Regions from separate parts of the Mus musculus genome. Here region 1 is linked to region 2. The links are chromatin contacts, called in public Hi-C maps. All regions are on one chromosome and are shown on one strand. The core of a region is the stretch at or near the end of the contact, and the rest is flanking DNA. Distances in the headings are between cores, read along the strand shown. Region 1 overlaps Gm9548 (a long non-coding RNA gene). Region 2 overlaps Klhl29 (kelch-like 29).

Region 1 (6,587 bases), core at 685-3,184, 580 kb after region 2:
TTCATGTTGTGGTGACCTCCAACCATAAAATTATTTCATTGCTACTTCATAACTGTAATTTTGCTACTGTTATAAATCATGACATAAATATCTGATATTCAGGATATCTGATATGGGACCCCCGTGAAAGGGTTGTTGAACCTCCAAAGGGGTTGTAACCTGAATCCTGATCATTATTATATATTCCATTACTCTTTTTTAATCCCTATTTTCCTTTAGACATCTGTTTCTGCCTTTTTTTGTCCCATGAGTCTGACTTACGTCACATAGCATAATGATCTATAGTTCCATTCATTTCCCCATGAGCATCATAATTCCATTCTTCGTTTCTGTTGAATGAAAATTCCCTTGCACGTGTATACCACAGTTACTTTATCTCTTCAGCTCTTGGCGGGCATCTTGGCTGGTTCCTTATCTTGGTTATTGTAAATAGTGCTGCAATAAACATCAATGTGCAAGTGTTTCTGTGTTACGTTGTCTTAGAATTCTTCAGACACATGTTCATTAGTCATATAGGTGGTCACACGATAGCTTTACTTTTAGGTTTTTGAGCAATTCCCATATTGCTTCCCAAAGTAGTTGCCTGTGACTCTTTGTTACAGTTCCTCATGTTATGGCGAGCCTCCAACAGTAATACTATTTCATTGCTACTTTATAACTGTAATTTTCTGGTTGTTAGAGGGGTTTGTGGTAGATAGATGTCAAGGGAGTCTTGCAACCCATACCCCTACCTGCACAGCACTACACAGATTCCTGTTCAAATCAAGCTACCCTTTATGTCAGTTTCATAGCTCCTGATTGGCCCCCTCGCTGCTCCCTGTATGGGGGCCAAACACCTGCTGGAATTAGAGTCAGTGATGTTATGGAGCCTGAGCTGGTTTTAGGTGCAAGTGTTGTAAGCTAACCCTATTGTCTGAATGAACGTTTCGGGGAAACCTCTATTTATCTTCTTGTGCTTATGTGTGGTTGGAGTTGCATATGATTAAAATCAGACACATCATGGCAAAGGATTGGTGCTGTGAACAAAGGCTTATCTAATCCTGGTGTGTCAATCCTAACAGAAAACCACCTGTCCTCACTACTACCAACCATCTCTGCCTCCATCTGGACCACGAAGGGTTTCTGAATAAACCCCTTTATAGCTTTGTTATTTGTGTATATTTCTCAAATATGTCTTTAATTCAACAAGACACCAAGAACTACAACCAGCTGTTGCAATTCCCAAGTCTACTAGGCAATAGTGGAGAGTGTGTCCCTTTATCCAGAGCTCTTTTTACCTTAGTCAGGGCGTGAAGAGGTGTGAGACACCTCAGACATCAAGACTGTCACATGCAGCTCCCTGGACACTTGAGAGAGCCGAAGTTCTTGGTCTTGCTGGGGCCAGCAACCATTTCTGTGTTTACTGAGGCTTCCCCAGTTTGGAGAGGTGCAGCTGTCCTCCACCCTCATGGCAAATGTAGAATTCCTCCCCTGTGTCTAATTCAGAGCACTGTGAATGAAGAGAGATCCCAGAATGAGGAGTTGGTGGGTAGGGCCGAAGAACAGAGGGTCTGGCCCTGGTGAGACAATTCGACTTTATTAATTTGTTTCTCTTGGCCTTGGCCACTTAATCGGAGAGGATGAGTAAATTCAAAGATCTTGCACAAGCCCAACAGCTTCTACAACTGTATAAATAGTTATGCCAAGATATTTTTAGTTTCCCCCCTCTCTCCACGTGGCCATGGCTGGCCCCCATTTCTCTACTCTCTCCTTCTCTCTGCCTTTCTCTGCCTCTGCTACACTCTTAACTCCCCTCCCCATTCTCTGAATAAACTCTATTCTATACTAAAAAAAAAAAAAAAGATATTTTTAAACGAATACTTCTCAGATGACTAAGCTTATAATTCCATCAACACAGGGAAGATCTTGGATGCTGCTGTATCCTGGGCGGTTCCCTGCCCACTTAGCCATTGCTCATTTGGTTGTGTACTAAATGCCTCAGATGTCAGAGCTTTCATTTATTCACACCCTGGTTTGGCCATGACCAACTCCCCCCTTGGGACTTTAGAAGCCTCCAAATTTCCTAGGGTGGAGAAGAGAGAAGTATGTACTAGAGACCATGAAATGTTTTTCCAGAAAAACAGCTAGAGGCACTTTTCTACCATTTGTGCTTATAGAAAGAGGACAAGAGAAGTTCTTCTTAGAAAGCATATGGCATGGCCCCTATATTCAAAGTCCCATAAGCCTACTTAGGAATCCAGGGCCTACAGGAAAGAGCTGGCCCATTGGCCTCTTCCTGGGAGTCCTACATGTCGAAGGGAAGCTGCAGAGCTCTAGAATGAAATGAATGCTGTCCTTTCTTCCTTTCTTTCTCCCCCTTTCTTTTTCCCTTTGTGTGTTCTGAAACTCTCCCACTATGTAGCCAAGGCTAGCCTCAAACTCATGATTCTCTCCCTAAGCACTGGGTTTGAACAAATTTTCTTTTCTTTTTCTTTTTCTTTTTCTTCTTCTTCTTTTTTTTTTTTTTTTTTTTTTTTTTTTTGGTTTTTCGAGACAGAGTTTCTCTGTGTAGCCCTGGCTGTCCTGGAACTCACTTTGTAGACCAAGCTGGCCTCGAACTCAGAAATCTGCCTGCCTCTGCCTCCCAAGTGCTGGGATTAAAGACATGTGCCACCACGCCCGGCCCAAGAATATTTTTCGTAGCTGAACTAATATTATATTACAAGAAGAAAACACCTTGCCATATGGGTCACACACACACAAGAAAAAAACCAGTCCTTGTTTCTGTGGAGGGCACAGGGAGGAGTGGAAAGGGTAGAAGTAACTTATAGAGGACAATGGGGCAAACTGGGCATTTGGGAATCTATGGGTAGTTAGTTCACCTTTGTTAGGTAAAGGGCCTGGTTCTGGGTTGTGGACCAAAAGCCCAAGAAAAGCCGTTAGGAGCAAATAAAATATTGAAACCAGACCTTGTGAGGGGCTGGGGTTGGGGAGCATAGACAAGCAGCAGGCAGATAGAGCCAGGCCTCACTGACAGGAAGCTTTCTCCACTTGTTGCTCTCAGGCTCCTGTTTGCAGAGCAGCCTCAGGCTCTTCACTCAGGAAATTGTCACTTCAAGTCAAGAACTAGGAGAACGACAAATTCTCAGGAGAAACCTGTGACTTTTCCTAAGTGTTGTTGGCAGAGTGGGAGGAAGGGAACTTGACAGGTGATATTTGGGGCTTTGGGACAAACAGCTTCGTTTTCATACTGCTACAGGGCATTGGGAGGTCCTGGGATGCTTAATTGCACCCTACATAGTTTTATGGGAGGCGCTGAGGTCACCCACAGCCTGGTGGCGACAGGTGTGTCTCCAGCAATGCCTGATGATGTTTGCTATTTATTTCTGAAGAGGACTTGAGGCAGGCTGTGTCGGAAAAGAGATGCCCTTTAAATGGAATCATTACAAAGGCAATTAGGGACTGGGTGGAAAATACACAAGTAATCTCAGGTGAGGATGGCTCTTTCAGTAAGCATGGAAGGAGAGCTCTGAGCCTCCTGGCTGCCAGAGAAAGCGATGGTTTCTATTCCATGCTGCTGGAGAGCCTGACACCCAGGCAACTGGGCAAGCAGTACATGATGCACCCAAATGAAGTAACAGCAGCGCTTCTGCAAGCATTTAGACAGGCTGCATACAGCTTGTCTGCTCTTTTAGAGTCACATTTTCTTTGGCAGACATAAACAGATGTGTCTCTGAAAGTGATAGAGGGTGACGAATTTAAGGTTTGCTTGTAGCATATTTTAGGAAGTAGGAGAGTGCTTTGCTGTCTAAGCTTCCCTCTCTTGGCCCACCCTCTATCTCAGCTCCTCACTGCAGGAGGGATTCCAGTCCTTCCTGCATACCAGGCTCCCTAAGGAAGCATCCTTCTCTTGGGACCCCAAGACCCCACCACTCAGAACCTTTCTAGGAAGGCTTCTGATGAGCCCACTTTTTGCCCAAAGTCAGAAGGCCTTTGGGATGCGCTGGAAGCCTTCTCTCCTTTGTAAAACAAGCTGAAGAAAGTTACAGAGGAGAGATTCTGAGCAGCAACCTGTTGAACAGAGGAAAATGAAGCCTTAGCTGAAGGATGATCAGGTCTTGTTTGCAGCTGCCTTGGTGGAAACACACATCTGCTGTCTGGATTGTGGCAGACATAGAAAAACATCCTTCAAACAGCTAAGATTCTGACTCTGAATACATTTGTGAGCTGTTCAAGCACTGGGGGGTGGGGGTGGGAGTGAGGACAAGGGGTGGGGAGGGAGAGGGGGCCTTGGTTACAGTGTGATGAATCCTGCCCTTTCCAAAGCATGTGCCAGTGGTGCAGCACACCCAAAGACGCTATCAGGTAAGACTCAAAGCACCATCAAAACACTGCAGACACATTGTTGCAAGAGTGTGTTTATCTTAGGGTGGGGAAAAGAGCGCAAATAAGGATCTGAGGAACTCAAGAGTATCAGCTCCCTCCCTCTTCTGTTCATCATCAGTGGCTTGTGACTTTAGGAAAGGAGTTGAAAGGGCTGGACACCATCTAACCAGGTGCATCAAAGACTGAAGCTCCACTGAGGGGCTCAGTGGAGCCTCTCCTCATCCAGAGATGAGATGGGACTGGCAGGTTGGGTGTATGGTTCTGGGGATAGAACCTAGAGCCTCCTGCATGCAAGGGATACACTCTACTAACTAAGCCATACCCACAGCCCCAAGACTGTATCTTTTAAAGGCTAGCATTTGGAAAAGAGACTTTGAAAGAATTTTTTTTAAATTTTATTTTATGTTTTCACTGTAGGGAAATCAAGGGGTATAGATGGCTAAATGCAATTAAAGGCAAATATCTCCATGAGCATTGACATAGACTTTTATTCTCCTCCAGTACACCCAGATTTTCTATATGAATTTGTTAAGACTGGAATTTGGAATTCCAACTTAGAATTTACAGAGCAGGCATGATATCTGGGAAGGGCTCTTCCTCTTGACAGTTGTGAAGGGAGAAACCATTCAAAGAATTTCTTCTTGGCTTGCAAGGGGCTGTTTCTTCCCTGTCTTCACACAGCTATTTTTTCTCTGATACATATATACATTTGTTTTGTTTCTATAGCCAGTTTTTCTTTAAAAATAAGATCAGAGATCATGTTCGATTAAGACACTCTAAAGACCTCATTGTAGCCTGATAACATCTATAAACATCTTAATATGAACTTATATTCTAAAGTACTAGGGGTCAGGGATTCAAAATATGTTCAGGATGAGGAAAAAAATTCAACTCATAACATTAGCTAAAAGCAAAGGCTCCATGCTTGGTAGCCAGAGACTCCAGCTTGGATCCTTCCAGCAACTGGCCACCTTACTCTGGCTGAGTCTGGGGTTTATGTGTTTCAGATAGTGGTAAGGGTAACTTACTTTGGAGGACCATCCAGATCTCTACCCATTTTTTAGAATTTGAAGGCCCCACCAGTTTTGATAGGTCACTGGCTGATAATTGGAGAGCCATTCCAAATGTAAGTCTCAGATGGAGGTACAGATACTTTCGTGTAGAGATATTTGTGCTTGCGGTACTCCTTCCGTTGTACCATCAGGCTTTCAGGAATGGACAACCACTTTCCACTGTCCCAGAAGAGTCTTCTCTTTCTCCTACCTTCTGCCTGCAATCCCACTGTTTGGAGAAATAGCCCTATTTTAGCTACAGTGCAATGTTTTTTAAGATCCTAAAAATCCCATGAAACAATAATTTTGGGTGAGATAGCCAAGAAATTCAGTGAGTTTTAGAACTATTTATGGTATTTCCTAAAAACAAACCAACTTTTACCTTTTATGGGAATATATATTTTCAACTGGGAAAGTTTGCCCTTTTCCCTTCTTCTTTCTTCTTCCTCTACTCTAATTCTTAGAATAGACTGGCAGAAATTATACCCAGTAGAAGCCTTTGTGCATGTCTGCCTTCTGACTTAGTCCCGGTAGTCTTTGCAGGATGGCTTTGTTTTTGTTAAATTGTAGAGTTTAAATGTTGATCCATTTCAGCAGAACACTGAATCTATCCATCAGCATATAATTGCATTAATATTAATTCTCATTTCAATGAGAAAGGCACTTAGTAATCACTTGTTATTTAACCCTGACTGCAACCTTTCCAAGAGAGAAGAGGACGTGTTGACAGGTTCTGAGATGAGCAATTTTGATGTCTCCCTGTTCAGGGTCACTGTGTGGGGAGAATGGTACGTGTCTCTGTCTAACCTGGTACAATGCAGGCATCCTGAGATTTTTATACAAGAAAGGAGGGTGAGTGCCTCTTGCTGGATTCAGTAATCCAGACTTCTGTATAGGAGAGTTGAGAGCTGTGGATGTTTGTCAAATACAACAAGGAGTTTCTTTCCAAATCTCCAAACAGATGTTCCCATGGGTCATTCCTCATTGTGATGCTCCTCCCAAGGCCGCCGATGTGCTTGCCAAAGTTTCTTCTTGAAGAAAAGCATCTCTCCCCACCAGGATTTGGAGAAGGCTGTCTGCCAGTGGAAGAAAACTTTCCTCACAGCTCCCTGAAGTGCTCCGTGAAGAATGAGGTCCAAGGCCTCCCAGGCATCGCTACCTTGGCCAGGA
Region 2 (6,497 bases), core at 802-3,301:
CAGTTTAATCAGTAAGGATTTACATGCTCTGCAAATAGGACTGAAACAGAAACTGGAGGGAGGAAGGAACAGGATGCTTTCATCCTGTCCGTCACAACACAGCCTCTGACAGGGATCCAGGGCTCCTCCCTGGTTTGTGGAGGTCTGGCCTGGCTCTCTGGGGTCCACCTAGCAATGACAATAAACCGAGAGTAGGAGTCATCCAATGAAGACATTATGCTGCCCTCCATATGCTGGGGACTTACTTCAGGGCCGTATAGAGCAGCAGTCTGAGAGACGAGAGAACAGGGGCGAGTGAGTCAACGAGGTGCTTAGCTAACCAACCCTCAGGTCCTTCTCCATCAGCAAGGCCTGGGCTTTGCCCTCTTATTGGTGAGAAGGCATTTACTCACTAGGCCATGATGGGCACCTGAGTGAGGACAGAAGGCATGCAGGAGTCATGGCGGCCAGCCATGGAGTACAGTAGAGGCTGCCTGGGAGAGAAGAGTGGTGCCCTGGAGCAGCAAAGGCCTGGAGTGGAATTTATACCGAGTTCTATGCCCTTGGGTGTTGTTCCCACTTCCGTTTCTTGCTCTTATATATATATATATATGAACATTAGCCAAAATGCCCCCAAGTCATTGGGCTTTCTATTTGGCAGATGGACATCAACTCCCAGGGCCTGGGACCTCAGGGTACATTCAGTGTCAGAACGAGAGGGAACAGGTCCCTGTGTCCACCTCCAGGGCTCCTGCTGCTGCCTGCAAGGGATGCTGTCTCCCGTGAAATCTGCCACTTTTATCACATCACTTCTTTTCTCCGGTGACACTCATGTCCCAGTGGGACCACTTATCAGCAAGGTCTGCTCCCAGCAGCACCTGCCTCAGTCTTAAAGCAGAAATTATCTCCAACTATGCACGCATCCTTGGTATCGGGCACTTCATGTTGGATAGCCACGGAATCCCCTCTGGGGCTATACCAGCCCTTGGGTATTAAGGACCTGGCCACATTAGGACTATCCTTCACACGCCCAGGCCTGAGCCCATGGAACTGACTTCATGGATCAGCAGCTACCTCCTTATAAGTCCCTTGGATACCTCTAGGCATAGTCCTTCAGGATGGATGACAGGGACAATGTGAGGTGGCCAAGGAGAATCCTGAAGCGTCTGTGCTTAGCTCTGTGATGAACCAAGGGTACACCTTTTCCTCTAGACTGGGTTTGGAGCTGCATCATATCAAGACAGGGATGGCCACAGTGATCCCTTGCCTGGAAGTGGATTTCCGACTCAGTTCATAGCTTCTGTGAGTGTCAGCAGCAGGGCCAGCAGCAACAGAGGAGACAGTCTCTCCGCTTGGCTCTTCTACCTCTCTCTCAAAAATCAGCTCTTTCAGAGTTCTTGTTCTAAATGCCCAGTGCCATCCGAGAGGCCTGGACTCAGATCCCACCTGTACATCAAAGATGGGCTAGAAGATTCCAGGCTCCTCAAGTTCTGGGGTTCAATATACTTATCCCTAGATGCAATGGTCAAAGCCTGCTAGAGGTCCCTGAGAACTCAATGGTCCTGTGCCAGGCTGTTTGAATAGACACTCTCTGCCCCAGACTGCAGGACGCAGATAACAAAGCTCTTTGGTGGCTGGTGAGAGGAGCTGGTCTGGCCAATCCCAACGGGACAAGTAGAACTTACTGGCAGACGCCTCACCTCTGGCAGATTTCTTGGCCCCATTAGCCATAGAAATGGCCGTAGGCTGGGTATAACCCACTCTTCTAGCGCCCTGAGAATTATAGCCAGCTTTCTGCGACCTTGGACCTGCTCTCTCAATCCTTTGTTGAAGCCTTGAGGGGAGGGATTCAGTCACCACCTTGAGGAAAGGCACTGTCTTGATCTGTGACCCTATCTGATTCCTTACAATCAGGGCAGACATAGGGGCAGCTGTCTCCATACACAGTCCCTAATTCCAGCTTGGCAAAAGCTGCACTGCCTTCCTCAGAAATCACAGAGCTCCAGCCACTGCAGCATTGCTGGCAAGCCCACGCTGGTCCCGGCTGGGAAGATAGCTCTCAATTACCAGCCGTTCTGAGTCAATGGATTGCCCCATCCTTGGCCACCCAGCTGAGCCCGGGAACCCAATGAGTCCTAGCCTCATATGCTTCCCTTCAGGAATCAGACCACTGGGAGGAAAGAACCCAGCATCTAAATAAACATATTCACCTAGCATGGCTGTCTTGAGAGGTTCTTTTCCTTTGAGTCATAGCTCTCTGACTTTCTTACTTTTCTGGCAGCTTAGTGACCTCACATGGGATCCAGGGCAACAGGAGGTTGGGGGAGGGCGGGCATGGTAGGTTGGGTGGACTCTGACTCAGGAACAGCCTTCAGCTGTCCAGAACAGGGAGTCTTCAGGAGGCCATGAGCAGCTTGGCCACTGCTGTTACTAAGAAAAGCCCAAGGATAAAGACAGCTCATGCCTGCCTGCATTGCAGAGGCCCTGAGGCTGGGGAGAGTAGGAGGTCCCTGAGACTTGGGGAGGAAAGTCAGGTCTCACTGACTGGGTGTGTACAGCTGTCCCCTAGTTTATCAGGATAAAGAGGCCCTGGGCTCTGGCTGCTTTTGATTATGGGGAGGTAGGATATAGGCTAGCAAGCCTCTGGGACCCCTAGAATAGAAAAGGGGCATTTGTTTGCCCAGGTACAGAGGACTATGAACATACTTGGAATCCCTTTACTTAACTGTGTGTGTGTTTTCCTGAGATGTTAGTCATGGTCACTGGATTCTGCATTCTCTACTCTAGAAATGTATCCTTCTCTGGTTGCATGGTCTTGACCTTGATAGCTTCTTGCAGTGCTTTATATGGAAGCAGTAGCGATTAACTGAACCCCATATATGTTCTAGACTCTGGAAGACTTGGAGTTCAAGAGGCATGATCCCATGGAAAAATGACTCTGGGTCTCATCAGGTTAGACCAAGTCAGCTAGCGTGGTAGGTGTGCGTGAGAAGCTAACTCATGAGATGCTTTAGTGAGAAGGTACACTCAGGCTTTCTCTTCCTCGTCTCAGAGTCCAGAGTGTACCCATATAGTCTCCTCCGTTCTTCCAGAACCACTGAAGGTGGAAGGCAATCACAAGGTAGGGAAAGAGGGTCAGCTTTCACAGGCTCCAGCTGGGTCTTCAACTCCCACCGTGGGGCCGAAAGTGGTCCCTAAGGAGTATCTGCTCTCATCTTAGGCAGGGACCTAAGGATCCATCAACATCCCAAACATGGCTTATTATAACCCCAAACATGCATGCTTTCCTATGGCAAACACAGATTAGGGAGCTGGAATATATATATATATATATATATATACATACATATACACACATATATAAAATATATGCCAATATGCCATTTCTGAGTGGGACTTTCCTCTCTTACAGCCCCACAGATGACTTCAACTCCTATAACTACCATTAGCAAGTCATTCATATATAAATTCACACACCCAGAGCACACGCATTGAATGCAGATATTCAGTTATCAAGGCTGCTATCCTCTTATCCAAAGTCCATTTAATGAACAAAACTTGTATTCCCATTTGCTGAACTCCTCAATGGTTCCAGATGTTCAATGTGCTTTAGGCCTGTTGATATTACCATTCTTTCTCTTCCTCCTCCTCCTCCTCCTCTTCCTCCTCCTCCTCTTCCTCTTCTTCCTCCTCTTCCTCCTCCTCCTCCTCCTCCTCCTCCTCCTCCCCAGTTCCTCCTCCTTCCCCCTCCCCGTCCCCCACCCTCTCCTCTCTCTGTGTTAGTGTTCACAGGTCACTGTAGCTTATTGAGTGGTTAAGGGGTTTGCACAGACTCCAGTCTGAACTCTTCTCAATTTGCATACTTGCTTGCTATAGGTTAACTTCTCTAGGGTTCAGTGTTCTCAGCTGTAAAATGGGGTAATGCTATCTACATTAGGATTGTTGTGAGCTTCAACAAGATGCCGAGAAGCGCTTACAGAAGCTTTGGATCCACTGTGGGCAAACAGTGATGGCCACCACATAGTCATTTATATTCTCAGTAGAGATGGCTAGGGGCATTGGTGACTTTTACTAGTTGACTTAGAGCAGAAAGCAGACCTGAAGGTGGGCGGACTTCACAGGAGCCATGTCTTTCTCTGTCCTCCTTCGAGAAGCTTCCTTTTCTCTGTGCAGAAGTCTCTCATCCAGAGAACACTTTACTTAAGAATGATCCCACACAGCTTACCTTGGATTCAAGAGAGGCTATTTAACCCAACTGCACAACAGCCAGGCTGAGGGCTGGAATAGGACCTCCTCATTTGAAAGGCCCTGTAGCCTGACAGCAGGGTGTGGAGGTTCAGCCTTGATATTTGGCTAACAAAGATGCTCATTAGACCAGAGAACTAAGCTGTGAGCTCAGGTTGGAAGATCAAGGCATTTTAGCTCGGGGAGAGGAGTCCTTAAACCTGTAATGCGCTCACTCTCTCTCCACCCCATGCTTTCCCAATGATGTTAGTTAATATGGGCAGTCTGAATAACCTTGTTTCCTCCTTACATCCATGCCTATAAAAGGATGCTATGTTATCCCAATTGCCCATAATTCATCACGCCAAATTCCTCTCCATCTGGAGGCTTATACAACTGTTGAAAAGTTGTCACTATAACCTATTGTCATTGCAACCTTTTATGAACCAGCCTACATTTTTATGTCAAAAATTTATCTTAATGGCCTCACAGCTCTTACCTCCAATTATTCCAGTGTCATCGACCTCCAGCTCAGGCTGCATTCCAGCTAAGATGTGAGAACAAATTCCCTCTTCAGCTCTCCCCTAACCCTGCACTTAAAATAGGAGGAAACCTCTGGGTGAGCATGATGCCTTGCCTGAAGTGGTACACGCGTGCAGAATGTACGAGGGAAAGGCATCTGTGGGGGACCCAAAAGGCAGGCCATGGAATGAGGCACCTGGGTAGCTAAGGGTTAATACAGAGCTATGCTAGGCAGTTGCCACGTGGGGGAAAGCACAAAGGAGGGATATGGAACCTAGATGCCAGGCACAGAGGCCAGGATCCTAAGAATACACTAAAAGACACAGGCAAAGTAGGGGTGCCTGTGGCCCTGAACCTGCAGCTGGAAGGCCAGGCTAGAGTCCCTGCTGCCAGCTTCTTTGTTCTTTCAAATGGAAATCAGCCTTGCCCTTCTCTCTGCCTCCCTCCACCTGCTTCAGGTGCTCAGCTTCAGGAATGAGCAATCCTGGAACCAGAAAGGATGCTTGGGAGTGCCTGGGATGAGAGCCAAGGTTTCTTAGGACTCTACTCTAAGCAAGCTGGGTGGGTTTATGGTGGCAGCTCCTGAGGGGTGTCATGTCACAATTGTCTTTTCCATGCCCATTCTACCTATCCCCCTTCCTGTCCCAGGAGCCACCAGGCACACAATGGCACCTTGTAGTGCTCAGGATCAGCCATTTTAATCTATCAGGCTCTCCATACCCATACTGCAAGTAGGGCAGCCCAGGTGCTCAGAATGACGAGAAGCCCCAGTCCATTTGGACATGCTGGTGCAAGCCTATTTATTAGCTTAGCACTTGGGAGGCTGAGGCAGGAGGACCATGAGATCAAATCCAGCCTGGATTACATGATGGGAGCCTGTCTCAAATATCAAAACAACAAAGCAGAATCCTTCCCATGGATTTGCAAGCTGGTGCTCCGTATGGATCTCCAGAGTCATCTCTGCTGTAGATGCTGTTACAATCGGTGACACCAGTGAGGAGCATTGAGCGTTGTTTTCTGTGACTCTGTGCTAATAATGGCTCTCAGATAGCCATGCTTGGCTGCAGAGCTACTGAGCATCACAGGATGTGAGTTCAAGCAAGGAAGGGGCATGTGTTCTCGTGCACAGCATGTGTAAGCATGTGTAAGCATGTGTAAGCATGTGTAAGCATGTGAACATGCTCTTATAATACAGTGAATGCCATTTTCATTTGTACTTTTAGTTTCGGTACGCATTTGCACTTTGTCTTGGAACAGGTCAGAACTGAGTTCGAAAATCTTATAAGGGTGTTTACCTTATAGATGAGCTGGGCTTAAAAAAATTCCTTAACCCTCAGTTTTTCACCTTAAAATAGTGATGATAATAATCTGGCCCACAGGATGTGATGCATATATGTTCAAGGCACTTACTCACACCTGGCGAGTAGCAAAGATTCACAAATGCCACCCACCAACGAGGCTGCTCTTACTTACAGCTCCTCTTGCACAATCAGTGCTAATCATTACCACTGATGCTCTTTCCAGATCCGTGTCCTTTGGAGCAGCCCAGCCTCTTCTCTCACTGACGAGAGCCTCATTCTGCACCTTAGAACCCAGGCAAGAACTATTCCAGAGAGGGGACAAAGCCCTGAGCCATATTGCAGGGGTGTGGAAGGAAGTCTATAGAAGAACCTACCTATCTACTCACCCATCCATCTTAGGTCAGGGCTAGATGGAACCTCATAGATTCTTGTTTTAGAAATGGGTAATAGATCGTGGTGAGTTTGAGACCC

The links. A called contact is a pair of places that touch in the nucleus more often than the background predicts.
Region 1: a contact with region 2 is called in a Hi-C map of muscle stem cells, with 5 times the contacts expected there. The contact joins two enhancer-like sites. A contact is called at or near these places in 2 of 484 Hi-C or Micro-C datasets (embryonic stem cells and muscle stem cells) and 1 of 115 datasets of contacts at active chromatin or transcription factors (astrocytes).

What each region holds. Positions count from the first base shown.
Region 1 is chr12:5,756,002-5,762,588 of GRCm38.p6, forward strand. All of the region lies in intron 2 of Gm9548 (a long non-coding RNA gene), which reads left to right. Among named protein-coding and RNA genes, the nearest start is that of Gm9548, 19 kb to the left of the region's middle. Within about 2 kb of position 1,935, at least 20 of the 459 cell types and tissues checked have an H3K27ac peak or open chromatin away from gene starts, as enhancers often do. A contact at or near this core is called in muscle stem cells, where this site is marked.
Region 2 is chr12:5,174,855-5,181,351 of GRCm38.p6, forward strand. All of the region lies in intron 3 of Klhl29 (kelch-like 29), which reads right to left. Among named protein-coding and RNA genes, the nearest start is that of Gm51980, 100 kb to the right of the region's middle. Within about 2 kb of position 2,052, at least 49 of the 459 cell types and tissues checked have an H3K27ac peak or open chromatin away from gene starts, as enhancers often do. A contact at or near this core is called in muscle stem cells, where this site is marked.